4 separate regions of the Mus musculus genome follow, and regions 2, 3 and 4 are each linked to region 1. Evidence: chromatin contacts called from public Hi-C, Micro-C and promoter capture Hi-C data. All regions are on one chromosome and are shown on one strand. The core of a region is the stretch at or near the end of the contact, and the rest is flanking DNA. Distances in the headings are between cores, read along the strand shown. Region 1 has its middle 19 kb from the start of Gm36297. Region 2 overlaps Ivns1abp (influenza virus NS1A binding protein). Region 3 overlaps Trmt1l (tRNA methyltransferase 1 like). Region 4 holds the start of Rnf2 (ring finger protein 2).

The links. Promoter capture Hi-C pulls out the DNA fragments that hold promoters and counts their contacts. Hi-C and Micro-C count contacts between places; a contact is called where the count stands out from the background.
Region 2: a contact with region 1 is called in a Hi-C map of the G1E-ER4 cell line, with 2.7 times the contacts expected there. The contact joins two enhancer-like sites. A contact is called at or near these places in 1 of 39 promoter capture datasets (the C10 cell line), 5 of 15 datasets of contacts at CTCF or cohesin (the G1E-ER4 cell line, the NIH/3T3 cell line, embryonic stem cells and 2 more), 116 of 484 Hi-C or Micro-C datasets (the 3T3-L1 cell line, 3T3-L1-derived adipocytes, B cells and 79 more), 14 of 115 datasets of contacts at active chromatin or transcription factors (CD4 single positive thymocytes, the HPC-7 cell line, Th17 cells and 10 more) and 4 of 9 other capture datasets (adipose tissue, embryonic stem cells, liver and 1 more).
Region 3: a Micro-C map of the G1E-ER4 cell line shows a contact between it and region 1, with 3 times the contacts expected there. The contact joins two enhancer-like sites.
Region 4: a promoter capture Hi-C map of liver shows a contact between it and region 1, with 2.0 times the contacts expected there. The contact joins the promoter of Rnf2 here to the enhancer-like site in region 1. A contact is called at or near these places in 4 of 39 promoter capture datasets (HPC-7-derived erythroid cells, liver and pre-B cells), 1 of 484 Hi-C or Micro-C datasets (the HPC-7 cell line) and 1 of 115 datasets of contacts at active chromatin or transcription factors (extraembryonic endoderm stem cells).

What each region holds. Positions count from the first base shown.
Region 1 is chr1:151,035,318-151,038,268 of GRCm38.p6, reverse strand. No RefSeq gene overlaps it. Among named protein-coding and RNA genes, the nearest start is that of Gm36297, 19 kb to the left of the region's middle. Within about 2 kb of position 1,503, at least 11 of the 459 cell types and tissues checked have an H3K27ac peak or open chromatin away from gene starts, as enhancers often do. A contact at or near this core is called in the G1E-ER4 cell line and liver, where this site is marked.
Region 2 is chr1:151,361,587-151,364,286 of GRCm38.p6, reverse strand. Ivns1abp (influenza virus NS1A binding protein) reads right to left here. Exons shown (of 15, transcript NM_054102.2): 14 at 2,652-2,700; 15 at 1-1,175. The coding sequence ends at 922. Among named protein-coding and RNA genes, the nearest start is that of Ivns1abp, 18 kb to the right of the region's middle. Within about 2 kb of position 1,371, at least 7 of the 459 cell types and tissues checked have an H3K27ac peak or open chromatin away from gene starts, as enhancers often do. A contact at or near this core is called in the G1E-ER4 cell line, where this site is marked.
Region 3 is chr1:151,456,025-151,458,724 of GRCm38.p6, reverse strand. Trmt1l (tRNA methyltransferase 1 like) reads right to left here. Exons shown (of 15, transcript NM_026876.4): 14 at 1,136-1,262; 15 at 542-1,043. The coding sequence ends at 791. Among named protein-coding and RNA genes, the nearest start is that of Mir7682, 15 kb to the right of the region's middle. Within about 2 kb of position 1,429, at least 78 of the 459 cell types and tissues checked have an H3K27ac peak or open chromatin away from gene starts, as enhancers often do. A contact at or near this core is called in the G1E-ER4 cell line, where this site is marked.
Region 4 is chr1:151,499,595-151,502,572 of GRCm38.p6, reverse strand. It overlaps Rnf2 (ring finger protein 2), which reads left to right and starts at 1,582. Exons shown (of 7, transcript NM_011277.3): 1 at 1,582-1,854.

The DNA of each region.
Region 1 (2,951 bases), core at 254-2,753:
GCCTTTACTTTTAACGATCCTTAAGAGTGCAGAATATATTTGAATTCAGAATTCTGTAGCAATTCTCATTTAGCGTTCATTCTTTGACGCTGCAGTCGCCAAAGCCTTCTGACTTCCTTCAGTGTTCACAGCCTTCATCTAGACTTGGATTCACCAGTTCTGTATATGTGCCCCAGAGTCGGCATATAACAGTGTTATATATACAGACTCACTCAGACATAAGGAAGGTTGACGCTGTTTGCAGAATAATCGGTGGAACTGAGGAACATCACGATAAGTGAAGTAAGCCATTCCTATAAGAATAAATATCGTGTGCTTTATCTTCTGTGTGAAATATCAGGTAAGAATAAAAAATGAAAGCAAAAGGGGGGAATCGTTGAGATGTGTGAAGGGAAAGAGGAGAGAACATTTTTTCAGGTGCTTCTCGGTATTCCTCAGTTGAGAATTCTTGGTTTAGCTCTGTACCCCATTTTTTTGTGGGGTTATTTGATTTTCTGGAGTCCATCTTCTTGAGTTCTTTATATATACTGGATATTAGCCCCCTATCTGATTTAGGATTGGTAAAGATCCTTTCCCATTCTGTTGGTGGCCTTTTTGTCTTATTGACGCTGTCTTTTGCCTTTCAGAAACTTTGCAATTTTATGAGGTCCCATTTGTCGATTCTCCATCTTACAGCTCAAGCCATTGGTGTTCTGTTCAGGAATTTTTCCCCTGTGCCCATATCTTTGAGGCTTTCCCCCACTTTCTCCTCTGTAAGTTTCAGTGTCTCTGCTTTTATGTGGAGTTCCTTGATCCACTTAGATTTGACCTTAGTACAAGGAGATAAGTATGGATCGATTCGCATTCTTCTACATGATAACCACCAGTTGTGCCAGCACCATTTGTTGAAAATGTTGTCTTTCTTCCACTGGATGGTTTTAGCTCCCTTGGGAAGGATCAAGTGACCAGAGGAAGTTGGATGCCCTGGATCTGGAGTCATGGATGATTGTACACCACCCAACTAGGATGCCGGCAACGGAACTGGGGTCCTCTGAAAGAGAAGCAAATGCTCTCAAACGACGAGCCAACTCTCCAACCTCTGAAGCCCTATTTGTAATATACCTTCCCGTCTGAGATGCTATTATTACTAGATCCAGGCCAGACCGTGATCCAGGCTCACTAACAGAATGCGTGCTCTTCAGTTTTTCATCGGAGAGTTTCAATCTTGAACTTTTTTGTTTGTTTGTTTGCAATACAATTTCAGTTACTGTACGTAGAGAACAGAAGGCCTGAAAGGGACCGGGTGGCCTCAACTTAACTCAGCACCATCCGCTTGACAACCACTTTCGGCTTCTAGAAATTCTCACAAATGGTTTCGTAGATTCAGGCCTTGATCCAGCCACCGTTCCAGGAAAAAACAAATAACCTACGTGAAGCTTAAGTGCGGCTTTTTCAGCACAGGCCCTAAGATAGGGCTTGCGTTAGGGAAACAGAAGTGCGGAAAGACAATTAGCATTTCCTGCCTTTTGGCAGAACAACTCAGTTTGTAGAATAAAGCCCTGGAAGAGGAAAACAAGCCTCTTTGACCCCAACTGAACTTCCTCGTGCAATTCTCCCCATGGGGAGGAGAGTCAACTGGCAACTTCTCTGTAATAGTGGAAGGCCGTGAGCACGAGGCTCCTAGCATTTGGTGGAAAGAGCAGGTGTGCACACCCACGCTGTGGGAAGGTCATACGTGCTGAGAGGCATCCAGTGGCCTTGCCATCCCCAAAGAGTCTTCCTCTATTACATAACATTTTAACAAGGCCTCAGTGAGGACCCAAATAGCATTTCATTTGCCTGCCAAGGATCCATCGCTAGGATACCGTCCATCCCATTGCTTCCAGCAGAGTAAATGACAGTTAGTTAGCAGTTTCCACCAGCCGGTTGAGGCAGCCCACCGAAAGCCTAAGACCCTCAACCATTCCCAAGTCAAGTCCTTTGCTGTGACTTGCTCGAAAGTCTTCACTCAGCTTAACTGTCCCGCTTCTTGCCTTTCCCCTTATCTGGTTCACACTGGCCAAGGACCGGGGTAGGGGCTAGGGTACTGGAAAAAAAGAAAAAAGAAAAAGTGCTAGATGAGACATAACTGCAAGCAAGACAGGAGTCTATAGGACTTGTTACTTAAAAAAAAAATATTCCTTATGGATCAGAATAGTGAAATCAATGTTACAAGCCAAGCTGTCAAATTCAGTTTCTCACCTAAGGCTACACTGACACACTGAGTGCTGCATAGATGTCCCAGACTCCATCTTCCTTGCTGATTGGGTTCAAATTGGTCTCCTGTCCCACCCCTGGGCTTAGCTATCAAATGGAAACCCTTCCCTGTATACACTGCTCTCTGCCGTCCCTCCTAGGCTGCCATCCTGAATTCCAACTAACTCGTTTCAGTTCACTGGCTCTTTGCTCCTGACTGTAGCTTACATGCCAACTTTATCTTCTTTATTTCCTATTTCCTAAGCTTGGTGGCTGAGTCGGAACCCTCTGCCACATATTCACTTCAAAGCTACTCAGTCTTGCCTTAATACTCTCCCACATGGAATTAGAGAGGCCGCTCTTCACAGTGAGCTCTTGGCACAGGGCTTGTCACACAGAACAGTCTAACGACTGGTTCACTGCGCTACCTCGGCTCTTCGCACTCCGTCTGAGCCACGGGTTTCACTTGCTCTCTGCTCTGACCCTGGGTATCCAGCTTGCTCCACAGATTTCCTTCCTAAGTGTTCTTGGTCCTGGAATTCTAGCCATACCCAAGCCCTTATTCACTTCATCCAACAGAGGAGTCCACACCTCTACCTGCCAACTAGATGGCCATGACTGGACAGTGAACCCCACATCCCATTACCCTGGATTCTTTTAAACAGGCTGATATTCCCTTGTACCAGATCTTCCTTAGGAAAGTTGGCTCTGCCACAGCAGTGCTTTTGACATTTATT
Region 2 (2,700 bases), core at 122-2,621, 330 kb before region 1:
GCTGAACAAAACACTTCTGAAAAGGGGTGCATTCACAAACCCAATACAGTTTAATTGTTTTCAATCAAAGGCTTCCACTTACATTTGTTTGGTTAATGATAAATAAAGACAGTTTAAATGCTTCAGTAAGTCAAGTAACTCATCAAACCTGGGTTTGAATTACTGTTACCATTCAGCAACTCCATCCAAATAACATCGATACTGCACTCTCAGATAGGAAAGAAAAAAAGGTACAGCTGCGGCAAATGGTGAAGTCTGCGTTCTGAGCATTTTTTAAAAGAAACAGCCACTCTGCATCCTTTCCTCTGCCACTCTGCTTTGATAATGTGAATCTGTCACATTTTACTTCAACAGATAAAGCACTCTGCTGAGAATATAAAAAGTTATAAAAATGTAATCATAAAAGACTAAATATTGGTAGGCATGTCAACTTTCTTTTAATAAAAACAAAAATAGTCATTGTTATCTATTTAAATAAGTATCTTGTTATAGAGTGTTCCAGTTATTGAAAAGGGGCCCTTAAAAAACCCAACTGCCTACGTGTAAACCCTACCCCTCTTGCCTCTTAAGACAGAATTGAGGGAAGAGTCATTTAATGTGCAAATCGGCAAAACAAATGTGGAGGAGCAGGGACTTCTTGAAATGATGTTCCCAATCAATTTGTGGTTTATTCTTTTACAGTATCAACCTTCAAAAAGTAAAATAACCAAAGATGTCTTAAGAATACAGAAACAGACCTTCATCTTTGCATTCCGTTCCAAACACAAAAAGTATGTACAGCATGTTTAATAATATGCAATATGCAAAAGCTTTGTGTTGCAGTTAGCAACATCTACCCCACCCACCCTCCTTATTCACAAGTGTACCTCTACTAAACACAATTACATCACTAAGCCTGTTAGTTTGGGGTTCTTAAATTTGTTAAAACTGGAAAATCTTTGTGTAAGGGCTCCACTCATTTGACTGAGGGTTGTAGACTTCCACAGTATTCAGAAACTCATTGCCATCGAATCCTCCCACTGCATAAATGGTATTCCCTACAGTTGTGATCCCAGCATTGCTCCTTGGTGAAGTCATATTTCCCATCATCTTCCATTCATTTCTAGTTGGATCATACATCTCCACACAACTGATGGCGTGAGAACCATCAAAGCCACCACCTACAAACAGTTTTCCTAAAAGAGAAACAAGGCAGTCAGTCTAAAAAGGCTCAGAAAACAAATTTAAAAAAAAAAAAAAAGGCCTCCAAAATTGAGTGAGTTTTAACTAGAAATGCTTGTCCGTTCTGTTAAGGCAAGGCATAGCAACACACACTTGTAATGTCACCACTCAGGAAGCCATGACTAAGGATTATTAGTATGAGATCAGCCTGGGCTACATAATGAAATCTTATCTTTAAAAAAAAGAAAGGTCTGTGTAATTGTGGCACAGATACTGGAAACCATAGAGATGAATAAAATGGACAAGAATCCATTCCTACAGAAACTTAGGCAACTATAGGGATAAAAGGGCAGAAATTGCATCATGTTAAATACATCTCCCACAATTCCATAGTAATTACTACTGTCATCATTTCACAGATGAACAATTAAGAGACACAAAGAAGGTAGAAACTTGCCTAAATATGTTAAGTGACAAACTATCAGAGTTCTATATATTCAAAGAAGTTATAGGAGGGACTAGGGCTATGCCCCTCTATGTAGGTCAATGGTAGAACACTTATCCAGTAAAAGTGAGGCCTTGGTTCAAAGTGGCACCACAAAAGTAGGTATATAGGGAACAGATAATGACTGAACTTCTAGACCTTTCATATGATTTTTTTTTCAAATTAGATACTCAATAGAACAAAAAATGTCAGCAATAAACTATGGGGGGTCACTAATTTTCAGATTCATTATTTTCTCTTCTGATTATCACTTACCCCACTTGCATGAATCCAGCTGTAACTACACTGCTAGGGCTCACAAGGGTCTGGGGTCTGGGTCAGGAGGCTGTTTCTATTCTCCACACACTTACATGCTCACTGATTGAGCCACAAAGTCTTGCTAAGATTCAGCTTTGTTCCAAATGATGTTAACTAATACTACAGACAATAAAGCAATCAATAAAGACTGTGTGAAAGGACACTGTCTACAAAAGAAAACTGACTGAGATTATGCTTTGAAATAAAATTCTTAAAGTTACTATCCTAAAATAAGGTCAATCAAAATCTAAGACTGAATAATGGATACATCTCACAGAGGGAAATTTGGAACTTGGTTAAGAACACTTACCAAGAGATGGGTAAAAGAATATATTTAGGTTATTAACAGACACTTAGAGGGGAAAATCCCTTTGTGTCACAAGAGACAAAATAATCTGAATTTTTAAAAAATGATTCCTAATTATTCTGTGTATGCCATGGGTGTAGGCTTACACATGCTGCAGCACAGAAGTCAGAGGACAACTATGTGGGTCAGTTCCCTCCTCCCACCTTTACATGACATCTGGGGATCCAACACTGGGGTTTTGCCAGAAAGGTAGGCATTCTACCTGCTGGGCCATTCCACCGGTCCCTGCAGTCTACCTAAGAGTGTGTAAGTGACCCTTCTTGGCATTTCAGAGCTCCTCCCATTTGTACTATTTAGCTCTCTCTAAACCTGGATACTCACCATCAAGCACAGCGACTCCAGCCCCTCGCCTCGCCACATTCATGGGTGC
Region 3 (2,700 bases), core at 180-2,679, 420 kb before region 1:
CTACTCACTACTTCTGAGTGGGGCCACAAGTAACCTAATGTACTTTGGTGTCTGTAGTAACTGAAGCCGCTAAGAATCACCAAAGCTGTTTAATTTATAGTAAAATCTCTGGGATCTCATATTTGTGCACATTACTATAAGAATGACATCAGTTATTTTGATAAAAATCTTACTCTTGAGGATTAGTCAATAAGAAGACAAACTTGTGAAAAATATAGTTCTGTAGCGGGCAAGTGCTGCATTTCTCAGAAGCAGGAAAATATTTTAGAATCGTATTTTAAGCAAATCATCTTGAAGAACAACATTCTTACTACTTTATACAGGTCATTTTAGTATATAAAAGGATCCAGCTTTATTTTATGTTATATGCAGGAGAAACCACCACAAACCAGTAGAGGTATGAGAGTAACGGCGGAGCTGGACCGTGGTACTCGCCTGCATCCCTGCTGCCTGAGAGCCAGAGCCTCCAGGTCAATCCCTGGTGTCAGAGAAGGGAAAGGATGGCCCTTACCATTTCCAAGAAAGACATGTGAACAGTAAGTCACGCGAGCCCAGTCAGAAACTTGGCTTCAAATGTTTTTATTAAATTTTTTTCTTTAAAATAATAAAAACTTAAAAAGCAACGCTCTCACACCAGCCAAGTCAGAAACAGCCAATTTTCTGAATGAAAACAGTGCTTTTTAAATTTTTTTTTAAATCTCATATCACTAAATTGCAAGAATAAAAAAGGATTGCAGCGGTACAGAGACTTGGGCCATCATACAGAACCCTGAGAAGAACCCCCTCACAGTCACCATCTCCTGCAGCCACTCGCTTCCGCTTTGTCACTCACGGACATCTCAACCCTGTCGGTGACCGTGTCCTCAGCTGCTGGCGGCATCTGGCCTTCTGATTGTGCTCCAGTGTAAGTGGGGGTGCTGTACTTTAGCAAGATGGATTTAAACTGCATCAGAGGGGCATCGGTACGGATGCCCATTGGGTCAAAGTGAGTTCGGCTTACTCGAAAGCCTGCTTGCGAAAGACAGCACAAAAATTTTTTTAACCTGCAATAGAGAAAGAAAGCTATTAGGCTCTCAGTTTTTACTTAAGTTATTAAAATATAGAGTAAGTACGTTTTTGCCGCTGGCCGCCTTACTTCGGCATGTTCATCCCTTTGATGCTGTGCCTGTGGATGTTGTAGTAAAAGGGCGGGTGAGCCGTGCTGGCGTCGGTCTTCTGCTTTTTGGCTAGGTTAATGGCCATCTCATTACTTTTTCTCTTGCCTGGAAGACACACACAACAAGCATGCTCTTAACAACTGTAGACAGAAAATGCTTTTATAATCCTGTCGACTACACAATTCTCACTGGCCTTCACTCATGTTATCTGTTCACCCGCTTTTTGGTCACAACTTCCTCTCTTTAAGCCTTTAACGTTTCCACTTCCTGTTTATGAACCTGGGCCGATTACTTCAGTGCACACTGTAGCCCACACGGCACCACTCAGCCTGATGAGGCCTGCCATTCCTCTGTTTCTTGTATGCAGGTTATGTCTGTGTATACCCTTTCTCCCTGTTACATTCTACACTCCTAGGGACCATAGATACATGCTAAGTCTTCAAAGGATGTGAAAAACAACATAACCACCATGTATGAAACTCTCAAGAAAAAACCACTGTAAAACAGAGGGAAAAAGGGAAAGAGATGCTCAGAGTTTCGAGCACTCGCTGCTCCTGAAAAGAACGGGGATTCAGTTCTTAGCACCAAAATGATGGCTCTCGGCTGCTCTTCCCTGGGATCCAAGGGCTCCAGTGCCTTCCTCTGGGGTTTCTGCACCTACGTGCGCATGTACTCTCCTCTACATTTGTAACAAAAATAAGTATTTATAAAACAAAACCACACCCTGACTTTACCTCTGAGCAGAGCTGAGTGGATACCAATAACTACAGGCGGAAACTAAAACATACACGGGTTTCTAGAGCTCAGCAGACGATAAAGGTACAACACATGCCTCGTTCTCAACTACTTGGTCTTTCCATCTTAAGTGAAAGATGCCAAACAAGTTATTGCAGCCATGTTTCCACATGTGCATATACAGATGTACAGACACATAAACACACAAAGTAGCTGAGACTTCAAATACTAAAAGGAAATCTGACTCGAACTTTCAGCCTGTTCTATTACGTATCAGAACGGTCTTACTCTCGTCCTGGCTCGTTTCCTCCTGCCAAGCCCCCTCCATTGCTGGCACTACAGGAGTGTGCCATGGTACCCAGCTAAGGCTTGGTTATCTCTAGGTATTATCCTCACATGCAATTTCTGGAGGACAAACACCTGATATCTGCTTAAAATAAGTAATTAGAAGGCAAATACAGTATATGAAAAAGGTTGAACTATTTCTTTTTTACAATAATACAAAATGGCAACTTGGGACTCCCAAATTAAAATGAACCCAGATAAGTAAAATTTGATTATATTGTTACATGAAATCAATGTGGTACATAAGTGAAAAAATGCCCATATGTAGAACAAATTACAAGAAGGCCTACAATAAATCCAACATATACCTTAATCCTAACTATTCGAAGGTGCACGTGGATTTTCTTTTGCCTGAGTTGTATTGACAGTCTTCAGACCAACATAAAGGCCTCCAGCTATAGAACAGCCCATAGAGGTCAGTCAGCTTTCTCTATTTAGACATAAGGAAAACCTTACAGATTTA
Region 4 (2,978 bases), core at 333-2,832, 460 kb before region 1:
TTCTTTAAAGACAATCCTACTGTGACCCTTTAAATAGGATATTAGATTTACCTGTATCTTCTGTGCTCCCTATAAATGACGGCCTTCCTTAACACTGATTGACTGGCTTCAAGCAGTTACACATCACGATTTCCAGAAGCGTTTGAACTAGAGCAAAGAGTTCTCAATTATGAACATTCCGCTTTGATGGAAGGTCAGTGTTTCTGCTCCAGACTACCCGTCTCCAGAGGATGGAGGAACACAACACTCGGGGTTATTTTGGCTTTGATTCACATCCCGGGAAAAGTTTAACCTTGGGCTTTTTAAATTGCTAGAGTGGACAGTAAGTGTGAGCACCAATCCTGGTTGGTCACATCTGGGATTAACAAAACACCAAACAACTGAGCACACTCGTGAATGTTTTCTTGATTGGATCATTCAAGCCTTGAAGTCCCATCTGAACTCTTTGCCACACCTTCTGTGGTAGCATACAAAAAAGGAAGGGGTGAGTAGAAAGCTTTCGCCAGCAAGATCTGATGCTGAGACATTACTTTACTGATATTAAAAAACACTTCTTTGGATTCCAACATAGGCCAACGACCCGCTGACACAGCCAGCACCAAGGGCTTAAAACTACTAGGTTCTTCACCTTGTAGTTTGGAGACAGTACTGTTGGCTTAGACCACAGCCTGTAAGCCACTCTAATACCCACCCCACCTCTCTCTATATTGCATATACTTAATATCCCCCCTCTCTATATGCTGAATATATTTAATATATATGCATTCTATTAGTTGTTTCTATAGAAAACCCCGAATAATACAATAAGTAAGAAAATTTTAAGCCACAGAAAAGGAATTCCATAATAACGTTACTGGAAGCTATAAGCCACCTCGCCCAATTTCAGTGCAGTGCAAATTAAGTGCCTTCCCATTTATCATCTGCTATTCTTGATTATCCTTTCAAGAGACCATGACCAATGAAACATTTTGAAGTTAGGGAACTTTTTTTCCTACGTGTTACTTAAAAGTTAAATGCAGGAATTACCGAGTGACAACTTGCAGGCTATTTTTTTGGGTAGTGGTGGTGGTAATGACAACTATCTATGGCTACTTATATTTTCAAATTCAGAACACTGAAAGCGTCAAGGAGGTCGATATAAAGAGTAGCAAGGAGATCATTAGGGACGTACTAACAAGCGCCTATTTCCAGAGTTGAAGGTCACTTTCCTTAGATCTTGCTGGCTTTGTATGCCTTAGAGATCCAAAGTCCGGAAAGTTCTGCAGCAGAAACCCTGAGGATTTACTTGGGCTGGGATGACTACGAGGACGAGGACGAAGTCAGGGGCTGGAAGCCCAAATCGAAACCTCAGCAGCGGGAGGGAAGGCGCAACCTGTGGGCTCAGACAGGCCCAGAAAGGCTCCAGGACGGGGGAAACAGACAGAAAGAAGACGCCCAAGTCAGCAGGCGTTGGCTGGGGGCTGCGCCGGCGCTGGGGGCGTCTGGCGAGCTGTAGCCACGGGCGGGGGCGGAGCCAGGGCCAGGGTGTGGGCGTGGCCCGGCGGTCCGGGCCTGCACTAGGCACGCCCCTTCCCCTACGCCAGGGGCCTCCCCGCGCGGTGCGCGTCCGCGTCCCGCGCCTCCGCCTCCTCGCTCGCTCGCTCGCTCGCTCGCTCCTTCCCGCCCTCCCCGCAGCTCCGGCCGAGCCGGCTCCCCCCTCCCCAGTCTCTCATGAATATTGAGCGGCCCCTGTTGTATTTCCCGAGCTCCATTGCGGAAGCCGAGACTCGCCATATTGTGCGGCGGCGCCGGCGGTTGATTCTCGAGTCTCGCTCCGGCCACTGCCAGCGCACCCCCGGGCTGGGGCAGGAGCCGGTGAGCTAGGCAGGGAGGGGGATGGCGACGTCTGCGAGGGCGGCGGGCTGGGGCAGGGGCACCCGGAACGGGCCGCGGCCCGAGCGGCGGCGGGGCTGGGGGTGTGTGTGTGTGTGTGTGTCCGCGGCCGCGAGGGGCCGTGAGGCGATGGCGCCGCCGCCCCCGGCCGTTCGCTCCGCCGCTCGCGGCCCGCCCGGGAGGGCTCATTGTTCGCGGCCCGTGAGCACCGGGCTGGCGAAGCGTCCGGAGCCCTTCGGGGAAGCGCACCCGCGCGGCCCTGGGCTTACGGCGGCCGGGGCCTCGAGGGCGGCACCGGAGCGCTGGGAGAACTTAGCCCTGGGCTTGCTCGCGGGGCCCGGAGGTCGGCGCCGTGGGGGCGGGGAGGGGCGCTCCGGGCCGACAGCTCTCCTTTGGGACCTGGCACCGGGGTGGGCTCGGGATCCCCTCTCGGCCCCACATTCCTGGAGAGCCGCCGCCTGCCCCGGAGTATCTGTTGCCGCCTCCGCGAGCCACGGGCTCACCCTGGAGGCGGTGTTGGGGGAGGGGGCGACTCCGTGGGTTCGAGCTGCTTCGCGTTTTGACCCCGGGCTGTGTTTGCCGAAATCCTTGGTCCACTCCCTCTGCCTGTCGGCTCCCGAGTCCCGGCCCTTGTTAGAATCGTTTCCTCGCTTCAGAAGTCGCCTTCATACTCGCAGAGATATTGTTGTTGGTTTAAAAAAAAAAAAAAAAAAAAAGGTCGGTCTTGGAAACTTTGAGGTTCCTTTCTTTGCTTTTGCCCACCGGAACAGATTACCGATTCATGTCCCCGAAGCCCCGTTGGGTGTCTTTTTAAAGAAGCTGTCGGAAGTTTGTATGCCTTGTGACTTGTTGTGGAAATGTCAGACTTTCTACACGGTGTGTGAAAAAGCTTAGCTAGGCTTTTAAGTATTTGGTATGCGGTTATTTCTTTTGAAATAAAAAAAAAGGAAGGCATAGTGTCAAGTAATTTAAGCCATATTTTAATTAAAAGTACCATAAGTCATTTGCATTCAATTATTTTTTGATAGTTTCGAGATAATCAACTGGAGTACTTAGTGGAATTGGTATCTAATTATTTGTAATTGTTGAATATTTTAATAAAGCAA